Regions from separate parts of the Sus scrofa genome. Here region 2 is linked to region 1. A link is a contact called in public Hi-C data. All regions are on one chromosome and are shown on one strand. Each heading gives the region's core, a stretch centred on a gene start, on an enhancer-like site or on the middle of the called end of the contact. The rest is flanking DNA. Distances are from core to core; before and after follow the strand shown.

Evidence for each region. A called contact is a pair of places that touch in the nucleus more often than the background predicts.
Region 2: a contact with region 1 is called in a Hi-C map of heart right ventricle, with 2.1 times the contacts expected there. The contact joins two enhancer-like sites. A contact is called at or near these places in 4 of 47 Hi-C or Micro-C datasets (embryonic fibroblasts, heart right ventricle and skeletal muscle) and 1 of 2 datasets of contacts at active chromatin or transcription factors (skeletal muscle).

Annotation. Positions count from the first base shown.
Region 1 is chr3:97,256,871-97,260,948 of Sscrofa11.1, forward strand. The region is part of intron 2 of LOC106509841 (a long non-coding RNA gene); the gene reads left to right. Among named protein-coding and RNA genes, the nearest start is that of ZFP36L2, 59 kb to the left of the region's middle. Within about 2 kb of position 1,706, at least 26 of the 83 cell types and tissues checked have an H3K27ac peak or open chromatin away from gene starts, as enhancers often do. A contact at or near this core is called in skeletal muscle, where this site is marked.
Region 2 is chr3:97,501,544-97,505,621 of Sscrofa11.1, forward strand. All of the region lies in intron 3 of LOC106509843 (a long non-coding RNA gene), which reads right to left. Among named protein-coding and RNA genes, the nearest start is that of TRNAI-UAU, 64 kb to the right of the region's middle. Within about 2 kb of position 2,143, at least 20 of the 83 cell types and tissues checked have an H3K27ac peak or open chromatin away from gene starts, as enhancers often do. A contact at or near this core is called in skeletal muscle, where this site is marked.

The DNA of each region.
Region 1 (4,078 bases), core at 456-2,955:
GTGACTGTAAAGTAATCCAGGGCCTGGCAGGGTCGAGGCTGGGCGGGCACTGACACGCAGGGCGGCATTGATGCGGTCAATGATTACCTTTTATGCCTTGCCATAAAGGCAACCGCCCGGCCCTCCGGACAATGCCCCCTCCAGACAATGCGTCAGGAGGGTGGGTGTACACACACACACACACACACACACACACACACACACACACGGCTGCTGGCAGGGACCAACACACACACACACACACACACACACACACACACACACGGCTGCTGGCAGGGACCAACACACACACACACACACACACACACACACACACACACACACACACGGCTGCTGGCAGGGACCAATCCCTGTCTGAGATCTCTGGGGACATCCTCAAAAGGTGGTCCCTGGAGCCTTGGTTCAGGAGCTAAAGGGGTTTGGGTGGCCGAAAATGGGACTCAGTGAGGTTCAAGACACAAAAGAGCTACCTCCAGGGTCCTGGATCCTGTTCCAGGTGGGTCTAGGCATGGGGGTGGGGTGGTCACCCAGCCTTAGGTACCAAGTCTCAGTGGGAAGGTGGGTATTCTAGGGCAAGTCAAAGATTCCCATTTTACAGGTGAGGCAGTTGAGGTCTGATGCACAGCGACACGCCCAGTGGCAGAGCTGGGAGTAGGACCCTGGGCCTCTCTGGCAGCACCAGACCCAGGGGGTCCAGGTGGGAACGTCAGGTGTCAGGAAAGGTTTGGGTCACTCCTCAGAGAAAACATCTCCCCCAGGACAGAGGGAGCTGGGAGGGACCTGAGGGCCTGGCCTTGAGGTTAATACCAGGAAGACACCAAGAAGCCATTTCTCTCACATGGCTGTGGGCCACATGTAGGTCCCTTCCCACAGCCTTCTTACCCTGTCCTTGTGGGTACACACCCTGCCCACCTGTAGTGGGGAGGCTGGCTGTAAGGGGGCAGGGCTGGGGCAGAGATGGCCAGATTAATATTCTACCTCTTGGGCTGATAAGGCCCAGGAACTTTGTCCTGGCAGACAGGCTGGAGGAGCAGGGGCTGTAGCCCCTGGTAGGGGGTTCTGGCAGGTTCCGGTGCCTGGGGCATCACTGTGGGGTGCCCGAGACTGGGGGTCAGGACTGGCATCACGTCCTCTCCCAGCTGTGGGGAGGGCTCTGCACTCCCGTCTCGGTGGACATGGTGGGGATCAAACCAAAGACTCCATGAGTTCCCGTTGTTGTGCAGCAGAAATGAAACCAACTAGGAACCATGAGGTGGTAGGTTCGATCCCTGGCCTCGCTCAGTGGGTTAAGGATCCGGCGTTGCTGTGAGCTGTGGTGTGGGTCACAGATGAGGCTTAGATCCTTCGTTGCTGTGGCTGTGGCATAGGCTGGCAGCTACAACTCTGATTCGATCCCTAGCTTGGGAACCTCCATGTGCCGTGGCTGCGGCCCTAAAAAGCAAAACAAACAAACAACCCCCCCCAAAGACTCCACAGGGCATCTCTCGGACAGGTCCGGCTGCTATCTTGAGGAAAGAGGGCTGTTATTCACAGCGGTTATAAATGCTTCGTGGAATCAGAGTGAAGTTGCTTTGAGCTTGAGCCAGAATGCTCCAATCAACCTTTGGCTCTGATAAAGATAAGAGGACCCAAGGTGATAACACACAAACCAGAAACTGTCAACAGGTGCTAATTAGGGCACTGGGTGCTGAGCCGCACCCACTACACCTGACGGAGGGGAGCGGACTCAGGTGGGGAGCCAGGGCCTGATCTGGGTGGGGGAAGATAAAGGCTCACTGCTGTACTTTCGTCTTAATGGCCTTTTTGTCACCTCCTCCATCCAAGGACTTCCCCACGCCCCTCCCCACCCCCATTCCTGCCTACCTGGCATTACATAACGTAAGACGAAAGAACAAAATACATTTGAACGTTGTGTAATAAAACATGATGGGCGTGATGTAACGCGGCGGACAGCGTCCCGAATTGGGAGCCAAGAGTCCCGGACTGTCGTCTTGCTCTGCACGACCTTGAGCCCGTCGTTACGCTGCGAACTCCAGCCACCCCACCCCCCCAACTGCCACAAAATGGGGGGTGTTGATGGGGCAGTTGTAGAGTAATCCCCCCTTGGGGTCCCTGCCAGGTCTAAAGTTCAGGCTTCTCTGCCGCAAAACCCTGCAGTCTGTGAAGCGCACGAAACATGTCGCTGGTGCCATCCCGCCACGCTGGGGTGTGTGTGACACTTGACAGAGGCACAAGTCTATCTGCGGGAGGGGGAGCCGACAGAGGGCTCGGAGGTGAGGACAGGTCTCAGAGCTCCTGGAATCCCTCTCTCTGTCTGAGCCAGAGGTCACCGAGCCTGCTGCCTGCTCTTGGGGCACTCAGGCTATTTTTAACTCGGTGCCCCTTAAATAAACATGGCATCGGGCTGATGGCTGAGTCCCCTCCCCCCCAAGTGGACGCACAAACTGAAGTGGCCACCGAGAAGTGACCCAGGGTGCTGAGCCAGGGCTCCCTGTCTTCAGGTGCACGCTGGGCCCACTCAAGCCAGAGGAGCTCCTGGGGGGACCAGCACCACCCCTGTCGCATGTTCAGCCCGGCACAGATTCTACCTCCCATCAGCAAGGCCCATCCTGAGAGCAGGGCAGGGGCTTGCCACTCTCTTCCTGGGAAAAGAGCTGGACAGGGAGAAATGCAGGGATGGGGTGCAGGGGGGAGACGTGGCCGGAAAGTGGGACGAGGGCCCAGACCGGCCTTCCTCTGGTCAGCTTCCCCAGGCAGCAAAGGGTTACCTGCACGGCCAGCTTGCCGGGCTCAGAGCTGGGCAGTGACTCAGACCTGGGCCCGCCCACCTGCTCTCACGGGGCCAGTGACACAGGAGAAGGGCACACATCAGTGCTCCGGGGCTGAAGTAACAAGCTCAACAGAACTCACTCCAGGGGGCAGGGGCTCTAGGCTAGAGGTCTGCTCGTCCTGTCCCCGGGGGAGGGGGGCACTGGCCAGGGCGAGGGCAGGGGCGCTCAGGAACGGGGGAGTCCCAGGAAGGTGGTACCCAAGTGAATGTTGAAATATGGATAGAAACGCATCCCTCTGTCCCTCTGTATGTAGCCTTGCTCAGCTGCAGTTTCCTCACCTGAACAAGGCTGGCTAGTAGTGCTCAGATGCTGAGAGCTGACTCAGGGAGGTGGGAGGGAGGGTGTTTTTCAGGCAGAGCCAATGGGGTATACATGGGGGTAAAGACAGAAGAAAATGAAACACCCCAAACCTAAGCCCTCAGACTGATCCTGGAAAGCGGCGTGGAGCCCAGCTTGTGCCTCTGTGTGCTGGGACGGGAACTGGCTTCGGGAAGATGCGGGGCTGGCCACGCAGCCACTGCCAAGTCCAGCCAGGGAGGGGGCCCATTAGGGCAGAACCAGGAGCAGAAATCCCCAGGGCTTGACCATGGCTTCCCAAGATTGAGTCAGGGGTCAAGGTTTTGCATATGGAGGTTCCCAGGCTAGGGTTCGAATTGGAGCTGTAGCTGCCAGCCTACACCACAGCCACAGCAATGCAAGATCTGAGCCACGTCTGCAACCTACACCACCGCTCACAGCAACACCGGATCCTTAACCCACTGAGTGAGGCCAGGGATTCAACCCGCTTCCTCGTGGATCCTAGTCGGATTCGTTTACCACTGAGCCACAACGGGAACTCTTTGGCTACTTTTATTGTGAGGCTAGTGTAGTGGGGGGAGGCTTTGAAGTGCTGCAGAGGAGGAGTCTAGGGGTATGTGTTTGTGTGCAAGAGAGAGAGGACTGTAGTGCTGAGGCATATTCGAAGGATCGAGTCCCCTCAGCAGCCAGTATCTGTGCCTGTTCTAGGGAGGGAGCCAGAGGCACAGACCCCTTTCCCAGGCCTCTGGTCCTGCTCTCTGGTACCAGGAGGTGTTGGGGCCTCTGCAGGAGAGGCCAGGAGGCCACACCCCACAAGACTGTTCTGGTTCAGCCTGGCACCTGCACTATTTCATCTCTAGTAAGAGTGTGGCTGAATGTGAATGGGGGTGCGTGTGTGTGTGTGTGTGTGTGTGTACGCACATGTGGCATTTCGAGATCAAAGAATGCTT
Region 2 (4,078 bases), core at 893-3,392, 250 kb after region 1:
TCATGTGAACTTTTAAGACTGTTGTCAGTTGGGTTAAATCCTTAACACGTTTCCTATATGAGCTGGAAGATGGAAAGAACTTTCCACAGACCAGCTTCTGGCTCTGTACCTTTCAAATCTTGTTTCTCTACCCCTTCCCACGGTTTCCCGTCCCGAGAGCCATAGGACGCATTCTCACTGCATCACCCCAGGTGAGTCAACACCACGGGAAGCAGGAGAATTCCTGGAATTCTCCTCCCCTAATAACGGTAACGGGACACCCAAGTGACCAAGAGCCACATTCACGAAATGCTATCTGTGCACACTGCAACCCACATCAATACTCGCCACTCACCCACGCTAAATGCATCCCCAACTCAAGTTTCCCTTGCTGGATCCCAAAAATGCTCACAGTTATTCCGAGCCCACCTGACAGGAGGGAAAATGTGAGAGGGGCAGTCAGGATGAAGAGAAACAGCAGCCTTCAATGATTGTGGTCAAAATAACGCACTTTTGCAAGCTTTTCCAAAAACATGAGACCGTGTGAAAGCACCACCAGGGCCCCTCCCAAAGCCTTGGAAGGACCCAAGCAAGCGAGGGGCCCAGTGGGGCTGTGCAAAGGCGGGCAGCCCTCGCAGATGAAAGAGGTGAGGAGAAGGGTAATTACCGAGGCGGGGGCCTCGGGCTGCGGCCGCTGGCACAATTATCTTAACAAGTTAAATTAGCCCCAGATAAACCTGTAACTAATAAACCTGGGCTGCCTGTGCCTGGAGCCTCCAGGAGGAAGGAGGACTTCAAAGCCCCAGGCCGGGTCAGCAGAGGTGATTGTCTGCCCCAGGTCCTAGGCCTGTCCCGGGCTTCGGGCCAGGGCAGGGCCCTAACTCCCCTCTCACACACCCAGCACCCGGCTCACACAGGAGCACCTACACAGACTCCAGGACCCTAACACGCCTCTGCTGCCCCTTCCCCAGAACATTCTTGTACTCAGCAGCTCATCCGACAGAACACACAGACTCCTAAGAGCCATTCCCAAGTCCAGGACAGGGGTCTCCTTCTCCCCTGCTTGGGGGGGGTGGGTGCGGTCACTGGCTGCCACCTTTTCTTTTAACATTACTGAGGACTAACTGACACATAAGTGTATGTATTTAAAGTGCATGATGTGGAGTTCCCGTCGTGGCGCAGTGGTTAACGAATCCGACTAGGAACCATGAGATTGCGGGTTCAGTCCCTGTCCTTGCTCAGTGGGTTAACGATCCGGCGTTGCCATGAGCTGTGGTGTAGGTTGCAGACGCGGCTCGGATCCTGCGTTGCTGTGGCTCTGGCGTAGGCCGGTGGCTACAGCTCCGATTCAACCCCTAGCCTGGGAACCTCCATATGCCGCGGGAGCGGCCCAAGAACCAAGAGATAGCAACAATAACAACAACAAAAAGACAAAAAAAAAATAAAAATAAAAAAATAAAGTGCATGATGTGATGATTTGATATACACATACATTGTGGAATAATCATTAACATCGAGGTTAATAACACATCCATCACCCCATCTATAACATAAGGTAACTCTTTCCTGTGTGTGGTGAGAATGCTTAAGATTTACTCTCTGCAACATTCAAGTCCCTATTTACTGTATGAACTATAGTCACCATGCTGTATATAGATCCTCAGGACTTACCTTTTTGCAGGGGACGCGAGGGGGGCACCTGTAGCATATGGAAGTTCCCAGACTAGGGGTCAGATCAGAGCTGCAGCCTTGATCTAAGCCGCATCTGTGACTGACACCACAGCTTGCAGCAATGCCAGATCCTTAACCACTGAGCGAGCCCAGGGATCGAACCCACATCTCCAGGGAGTCTTAACCCTCTGAGCCACAACGGGAACGCCAGAACTTCTCTTATACCTGAAAGTGTGTACTCATTGAAATTCCTCACCCCATTCCCCCCCCCCAATAGAATGGCAACCACCATTCTGTTCTTGCGTCTATGAAATCCTGCCTTTCCTCTTTACTGCTCATGCCAGAGCCAAGGTCCAAGGTTCTGCAGAACTGGAATGCACCCCGCCCCCCCGCCCTTCCTCTTCTTTCATTTCATGTATCTCTCCCACCCAAGGAGCCAGACAGCAGGACAAGATGCTGCCTCTGTGGTTCAGGGCAGAATTACATACCGAGCCCCAGCTCACGCTGGCCTCACATGACACAGGCTGGAGAGGGGTGATGTCACCTGCCAGCTCCCGCCTCCACCCCAGGACAAGTGGGAAATGATGGGGGTGATGGGCTCGGAACCTCCCAGGGCTTCAGGGTTGGCCAAAGTCCTGGCTTGCCTCACTCAGGCCCTGGAGCCCAGAGACTGGCCCCTTAGCCCTGGCTACCGAGTCCCAGGTTTTGCCAAGGAGCTTGGCTGAGCAGCAAAGGGTTTTCAAAGAAGACCAAGTTGGGAGTTAAGGCCCTGGGTTCAAATTCCAGGTCTCAGGAGTTTGAGGAGAGATAATGGCCACTAGGATCTTTGGGTGAGTGGGTGAGGGGTTCCTCATCCTGAGTAGCAAGAGCCACAGGCAGGCGGATCAGCCAGAACTAGCTGGTAGTGGGCCAGGTCTTTGAGGCTCTTCCGCTCAGGAAAACCCTGTTCTCCGTCCTGAGCCAGAGGGGGAAGGAAAACAGGAAACACATGTTCTATAGAGAAGGCTGAGCACCCAGCCCTGAGAAGTCCCCAGGGAGGACCTGCCCCCCTGGACGAGAGTTTCCCAGCCCAACCTGGGAACCCAGCCCTGACCAGCCTCAAGGGAGAAGCACGCTCATCAAGCTTATACAAAGAGCCAAGAGCTGTGAGGCCAACATCTGTGTTCTCCTCCCAAACTCCTGTGCAGCCTTGGGCCAGGAGCTTGGCCACTCTGGTCCTTTCCTTCTTTCCCTATCAAATGGAGTTGACAGTCCCTGCCTCTCTCTTTGCCTTGCTTGCCTCATTGGCTTTGGAAATGACAAAGTACCACACACGCAAGAACACTTTTGGGAATCTCAGAGGGCTTTCTTTTTCTTTTTTTCTTTTTTTTTTTTTTTTTTTGTCTTTTTGCCATTTCTAGGGCCGGACCTGCGGCATATGTAGGTTCCCAGGCTAGGGGTCGAATCGGAGCTGCAGCCATCGGCCTATGCCAGAGCCACAGCAATGCGGGATCCGAGCCGCATCTGCAACCTACACCACAGCTCAGGGCAACGCCGGATCATTAACCCACTGAGCAAGGGCAGGGACAAACCCGCAACCTCATGGTTCCTACTCGGATTCGTTAACCACTACGCCACGACGGGAACTCCTCAGAGGGCTTTCTTCCTTCATGCCTCAGCCACCAGGAAGCCTTCCCTGATTGCCCTCAAAGGGAAGGGCTGACTTGCTCATGTGATCCCTTCTAGCCTTCACCCTTGACCCCTCTTTAGGGGCCTGACACAGACTCTGCATCAGAGAAAAGTCCTGATGTCTGGTCATCTTGTCCACATAATCATGAGCAACTTGCAGCCCAGCCAGCCTTGTTTCACATTCTCCCCGGGGCCAACTTGCAGCCCAGCCAACCTTGTTTCACATACGCCCCAGGGGCCCCCGGGTGTATAAGAAGCCCTGGTTGGGGGCCCAAGGCCTGGGTCGGATGATAAGTCATCCCTGCCCTCCAGCCAACCCTCTCCTTCCATGGGCAAAGTCATCGCCTCCCGGCCCCTCTTGCACCTGGGACCATGCGACTGGTCCTCACTGCAGGAATGTGAGCTGTTGCATCCATGTCAAAGTGCTTAGGAGAGTTACCTTTTCCACCTCTTCCCTGTCTGCCTGCTGGATGCAGGGGACTCCGAGGTGGAGCCGTGATGCAAGGAGCCTGGATCCCTGAATCACCACACAGAGGCCTCCTGCTGGCCAGGAACATCCACCTTGAACTGTTATGAGTAAGAATTCGTCTGCTGTGCTCAGCCACTGACATTCCGGGATTTGTTTGCTTCATCAACAGACATTCCCCTAATTCACTTGCCTCAGAGGAGCAAGACAGCAAGGGGAAAACGAGCTCGATATCCCAGATCTGCCCACCTAGACCCCATTTAGGACTTGGGACAAGACCGGAGCCCACCCCCT